2 separate regions of the Sus scrofa genome follow, and region 2 is linked to region 1. A link is a contact called in public Hi-C data. All regions are on one chromosome and are shown on one strand. Each heading gives the region's core, a stretch centred on a gene start, on an enhancer-like site or on the middle of the called end of the contact. The rest is flanking DNA. Distances are from core to core; before and after follow the strand shown. Region 1 overlaps LOC110256217 (a long non-coding RNA gene). Region 2 overlaps DAB2IP (disabled homolog 2-interacting protein).

Evidence for each region. Hi-C and Micro-C count contacts between places; a contact is called where the count stands out from the background.
Region 2: a Hi-C map of skeletal muscle shows a contact between it and region 1, with 6 times the contacts expected there. The contact joins two enhancer-like sites. A contact is called at or near these places in 3 of 47 Hi-C or Micro-C datasets (embryonic fibroblasts, epiblast stem cells and skeletal muscle) and 1 of 2 datasets of contacts at active chromatin or transcription factors (skeletal muscle).

What each region holds. Positions count from the first base shown.
Region 1 is chr1:261,659,836-261,662,535 of Sscrofa11.1, forward strand. It overlaps LOC110256217 (a long non-coding RNA gene), which reads left to right. Exons shown (of 3, transcript XR_002337474.1): 1 at 1-90; 2 at 2,669-2,700. Among named protein-coding and RNA genes, the nearest start is that of DAB2IP, 71 kb to the right of the region's middle. Within about 2 kb of position 1,391, at least 6 of the 83 cell types and tissues checked have an H3K27ac peak or open chromatin away from gene starts, as enhancers often do. A contact at or near this core is called in skeletal muscle, where this site is marked.
Region 2 is chr1:261,841,951-261,844,650 of Sscrofa11.1, forward strand. DAB2IP (disabled homolog 2-interacting protein) reads left to right here. Exons shown (of 18, transcript XM_003353636.5): 11 at 959-1,160. Among named protein-coding and RNA genes, the nearest start is that of DAB2IP, 110 kb to the left of the region's middle. Within about 2 kb of position 1,326, at least 1 of the 83 cell types and tissues checked has an H3K27ac peak or open chromatin away from gene starts, as enhancers often do. A contact at or near this core is called in skeletal muscle, where this site is marked.

The DNA of each region.
Region 1 (2,700 bases), core at 141-2,640:
AGCCTCGGTTCATAAATCAGGTGGGGCCAGGGGCTGGGGGCCCATACGCCATGGAGCCCGACTCCCTCCTGGACCAAGACGACTCCTTCGGTAAGACAGGCGCCGGCAAAGTGGCAAGAGTTGGGGATTCAGTTGCTGCTCAGGCAGACTTTTCTGTTTGCTGCAGGAATCCGAGTTGAAGGGGGGAGGAAGCTGGGCACTGCCTGGTCTTGGGACCTGTGGGTCGGGGGCGCCCGGGATTACCGGGCACAGAACCAAAGGGTCCCCGGAGTGGGGGTCTTGGGCAACCCCTTGAACTTGGACCTTGGCAGGGTGGAGGGGAGGGAGAAGGAGTTTTGGCTTCTGTTTTGCTCTTGGCCGAGAAGGAAAGGAAGGAAGTTTGCAGCCCCCCTGCCTGTCTGCCTCATTCGCTGTCCCCAGGCCCTGCCGGTGCTGTGGGGAATTTAATTAGTGAGATCCTGCAGATAAATATAGATGGACCAGGCAACAGAACGCAGCCTGTAATTAAAGCCAGGCTGAAAGCCCTCCCTGATTTGCAGGGCCCCAGGGGGCTGCCACCGGGGAGCTGCCCCCCTGCCGCAGTCTCCTTGCTAACCCTGGGCAGCTTGTTGGGGGAAAGTTGCTTGGGACAGACCCCCGTTAGACTTTTAAGTCTCCAAGTGGCTCCACCATGGCTGGACTTGGGGGCTCCAGGGGTGCAGAGAACTAAGACCGATTGCTCAGCCTGGCCAGGCTGTGCACCTTTGGCTAGGATGCCCCGGCCCTCTGGCTGCCTCCACCGTGTGTGAGGGAGAGGAGGAGGAGGGCAGAAGGGTGGATGAGGGACTGAGGGGCAACTGGGGGACAGCAGGTTTGAGGGCTCGGTAGGGAGAGGGCCCTGTTGGCCTCAGAGAGGAGGGCTAGCTGAGGTCGGGGCCTTGCCGGGTCCCCAAAATTGTGGGCCAAGAAAACCATTCTTCTCCCTCTGGACCCCTGCACTCCCACCCCCAGCCAGGCCTGGCTGCCAGGCACAGACTCAAGGCCAAACTCCCTCCCTCCTGCCGGCCTCGGCTCTTTCCAGGGAGAGGGGCCCTTTGCCACAGTTTGGAGCTGAACCCCTCAGGGGAGTTTGGCACGGCCCTGCCTGCAGGCCTGGCATCTTTGGGCAGGTGGGTGGCCAGTGGACACACGTTGAGTGACCCCCCCCCATCACGTGCCAGGCTCTGTAGCAGGGTCAGGGGTGCAGGAATAAAGAACTCAAACCCAAGAAACAGTTTGTGTTTGGTGAATGGAGGGAGGCAAGAATGAGAGGGAGGGGGAGAGGGAGACGGAGGCCCTGGCTGTGGAAGAGCTCCCAGCCTCCAATGGGGGACAGACAAATGGTACAGAGGAGGCTGCATTTGGAGTGAAGAGTCCTCAGGGGAGGTGGGGCAGACAGTCTGGGCTTGTGTGACAGACCTGCCTGTCTCTAGATGTGTCCACCTGGAGCTTGGCCCAGGGACACTTGGATGCTACCCACGGAGGGCCCAGATCCTTGCCTGGGGACCAGCCCATAGCCAGGCAAGGCTCCATATCCCTCGGGGCTCCATCTCCCCACCTGGAACCCGGTGGCATCTTGTGAGCCCACAGCCCCAACCTGCTGTCCTCTGGGTTTGCAAGTGACAGCCTAGGGGCTGGGTGAGCCTGGGGCCCTGGAAATGGAGGCTGATGGTGCTCTCACTGAAGGGCCACCCACAGCCAGCTCCCTCTCTTCACCTGTGGCTGGTCTTGACCTGAAGCTGGTCAGGAAGGGAGATGCCTGGGATCTGAGATGAAGAGGCAAAGGGACAAGAAAGGAGCAGGCAGGACTGGAGGGGAGCCCAGGCTGCCCTTGGCAGTGGTCCCAGGTCCAGCCAAGAGATGTCTAGCCTCAGCCTTGGAGTGCCAAAGCTGAAGGGGTCATTCTGCCAGGGCAGTAAGGGCAAACTGTGGCCTCAGAGTCACTTCCTTTCTGAGCACAGGTCCTACCTTTATTTATCTAACAAATACTATTTTCACATCCCAGACTAAGTTTGGGGGTTGGAGAGACAAGTCAGACCTTGTCTCTGCCTTTGTGACATTCCCAGGCTGGTCTGGGAGTGAGGTAAGCCCTCTGATGGGGAAGGCCAAGGCCCTGTGGAACCTCTAATGCCAGGTATGGAACCCAGGAAGGCTTCCTGGAGGAGGCGACTACTCCACTGAAGAAGCAGATTGCTCTCTCTTATGTGAAATGATTTCTTCACTTGGCTTCCAGGATAGGCCGCTCTTCTGATTTTTTCCCATCTATTTCTCATTCTCTTTTTTCTGGTTCTTTCTCTTGGACCCCTCCCTCTCCCTGTTACCCACAAGGTCCCTTCACTAAGGTTGGCCTCTTGTGCCTCCCTCCATGATCCGACGCTTCTGCCCTCACCCTCTCACTCTGTAGGCTCCAGCCATACTCATCTGATCTTCCTCACACTCACCAAACTAGTTATCACCCCAGGGCCTTTGCACATGCTGTTCCCTTTGCCTGGAATGCTCTTCCTCTTGCTCTTCACTGAGCTAATTCCTTCTCCTCCTCCTCTCAGGCGCCACAGAAAGCCACTCCCTCAGAGGAGCCTACTTTAGATCATGCTCCCCCAGGCCATCAAATTAGATTCCCCCTCTCCTAGTCTCTCTTTTCCTTTTATAGGACCTGTTGCTGGTTGCGCCACTCGAGGTCAT
Region 2 (2,700 bases), core at 76-2,575, 180 kb after region 1:
TGTTGGAGCCGGCATGTCAACAGAGGAGAGAGCCGTGACGGAGAGGGACCCGGCCTCGTAGGAGGTCCTAAGCTTCCCCGGAGAGGAAAGAGGGTGGTCTCTTAGAAGACGAGCTCCCCCAGCTGCGTGTTAGGGCGAAAGGCAGCAGGAACAGAGGCAGGCAGGCCCGGGAGGGCTGTGTACAGGAGGCACTGGGCACCATACGTGTTCTGAATTGTCAGGTGCCTGCTGGGGGGAGGGGCAGATGAGACCCAAGGGGACAGCAGGGACTTGAAGGACATTGGGAGCTGCCAGAGGGCTTTGAGCAAGGGGAGAAGATGACCCTCACCTGTCCTGGGTCCTGCAGAGGTCAGCCTGGCAGCAGTGGGGCAGGGGAGGTAGAAGGAGCGGGACTGGCAGCCAGGAGGCTGGGAGGAGAGCAAAGCTGTGGTTCCCGTAAAAGCACAGCGGCGGCAGTATTAGGTCAGGGTGGCCGCAGGGTCAGGGTGATTAGAAGATAAATTCGGCCAGTTGTGGGGGAGGAGGAAGGAGGAGTTGACTGACCACCGCCAGGCTTGTAGCATCTACACTGGGGATAGCGAGTCCTAGAGGAGGGGGCCAGTGCGGGGTGACGGGGGCGACCTCAGGTCTGCCCAAGCTGAGGACACAGGGAGGTGCCCACGGAGTACGTGTCTGAAAGCTGAGCAGAGAGACCTGGCCAGGCCTGGATTGAGAGCCATCTGCCCCCAGGCCGTTGACCATCGGGGGAAGAGGATGGAGACTGTGACCGGCAGCGAATGGGGAGCGAGGGCCGCGGAGCATTCCAGGTCCCATGAGGAAGGAGGACCCCAAGTCAGAGTGGACTAGTTGGCTGGGGAGCGAATGGCGGGGAGGGGTGGGAGCTGAGGAGGTGAGGGTCTCAGAGAAGGGGCTTCCTGGGCGGGGCCCAGGGCGCTTAGCCTGTCTGCTCCACTTCCAGATTTGGCAGCAAGGAGGAGTACATGTCGTTCATGAACCAGTTCCTGGAGCACGAGTGGACCAACATGCAGCGCTTCCTGCTGGAGATCTCCAACCCGGAGACCATCTCCAACACAGCTGGCTTCGAGGGCTACATCGACCTGGGCCGTGAGCTCTCCAGCCTGCACTCGCTGCTCTGGGAGGCCGTCAGCCAGCTGGAGCAGGTGCCTATCCGCACAGGGCCGAGACAGGGCAGAGGGGGCGCTGGAGGCTGCGCCTCCTCCCACAGCGTAACCACAGAGGTCAGAGGGGTCACCTGTGTGGCGTGGATCAGCAGCCCTGCCCGAGCCCTGTCGGCAGACACCAGGGGATCTTGGGGCCACTTCCTTGGAGGGGGCGCTATGTCCACTCGCCCGGAGAGCCCACTCTGTGTGCTGGGGCTGCAGCTGTGTCTGCACGCACACTGCATCACGTGGGTGGAGTCCACGGGTGAAGGTGTGCTCCCTACCTGTAAGAAATGTGATCGAATTTAGCTGCTTCTCCGAAAATGTCTTTGCTCTGGGTTTTAAGTTCGCTGATATGAAAAAGATAGACTCTGAAGATACTGCACCTCAACATGTCAGGCAGGATATTACAAACCTTTCCAGAACTGCCCTTGACCATCAGCTGAAATGGTTATTTCCTAGACCCCCCGACCTTGCTGCAGCCACCTGGAGGGGAGCCTCTGTGGCCTGGGGCTCCACTACCCCCAGTGGCCCCAGCCCACACCCAACAGGTTCTTGGCAGCAAGGGCTGGGCCTCCCAGGATCCACATCCAGAGCATCTGTTGCTTCCCAGGGCTCTGAGATCATCTTACAAAAGTAGCTACTGCTGAGGCAGGGCTGGAAGGCTCCCTACTCCTGTCCCATCCCTACAGGTGACCACTCAGGGCTCTCTGGTGTTCAGCCTTCTGGATATATCTGTGCATATGTTAAGTACACATAGGCAGAGTTCTTTCCCTTTTTGTTAAAGGGAGAACTGTGCGTGCCATGTGCATTTCTCACTTCTCTGTTGTGGGCGTCTTTCCACCACAGTACATGCTGCATCTTCACTGTGACCTTTCTAATGGCCACAGGCTGTCCAGTCATATGACTGCACCGTTTATGTCTCTGGACACTCAGATCAGTCCCAGCTTTTTCACTACAAACAGATGCTGTTGCAGTCATTTCTGTTCCTTTATGTCTGTTGCCCTTTGGCTGCAAGAGACCCAGGAGGGAGAAATGGAAATGAGGTCAAGTCCCTTTCCTCCACTGCTGCCAGCACTGGTCACTCTGCTGTCACCACTTAGCCCCTGTGCCAGCCACCGTCCTCCATATCTGTGTGGCCAGGCAAGAGGTAGGGAAGACGGTCAGCAGCCGTCACAGCTGACAGCGTTGAAGCAGAATTTAAAATTGAGCTGTTGGCCGCTCACGTCTCTTCTCTTTTGACCATGTGAGTTATTTCTTTTTGCACAAAACCCTAGGTGGAAGCCGGGCGTTAAGCAGGTGAAGGCAGAGTCCCTTTTCCCCGGCCTAGAACCTTTAGCACCACAGTCTGAACCAGGGCAGTGAGGTTCAGATGAGCCCAGTCACTACGCTGTGCCTGACCAGCCATTTGTAATCTGTCTAGTGGTGCCTGCTCCATGCCTGGGCCATCGCCATGGGGACTCAGGTGTTAAGGTGGGTCCAGCCCACCCTGTGGAGTAGGTGACTTGATGGGGCAGTGTCCCAGAAGCCTCTCCAGTGG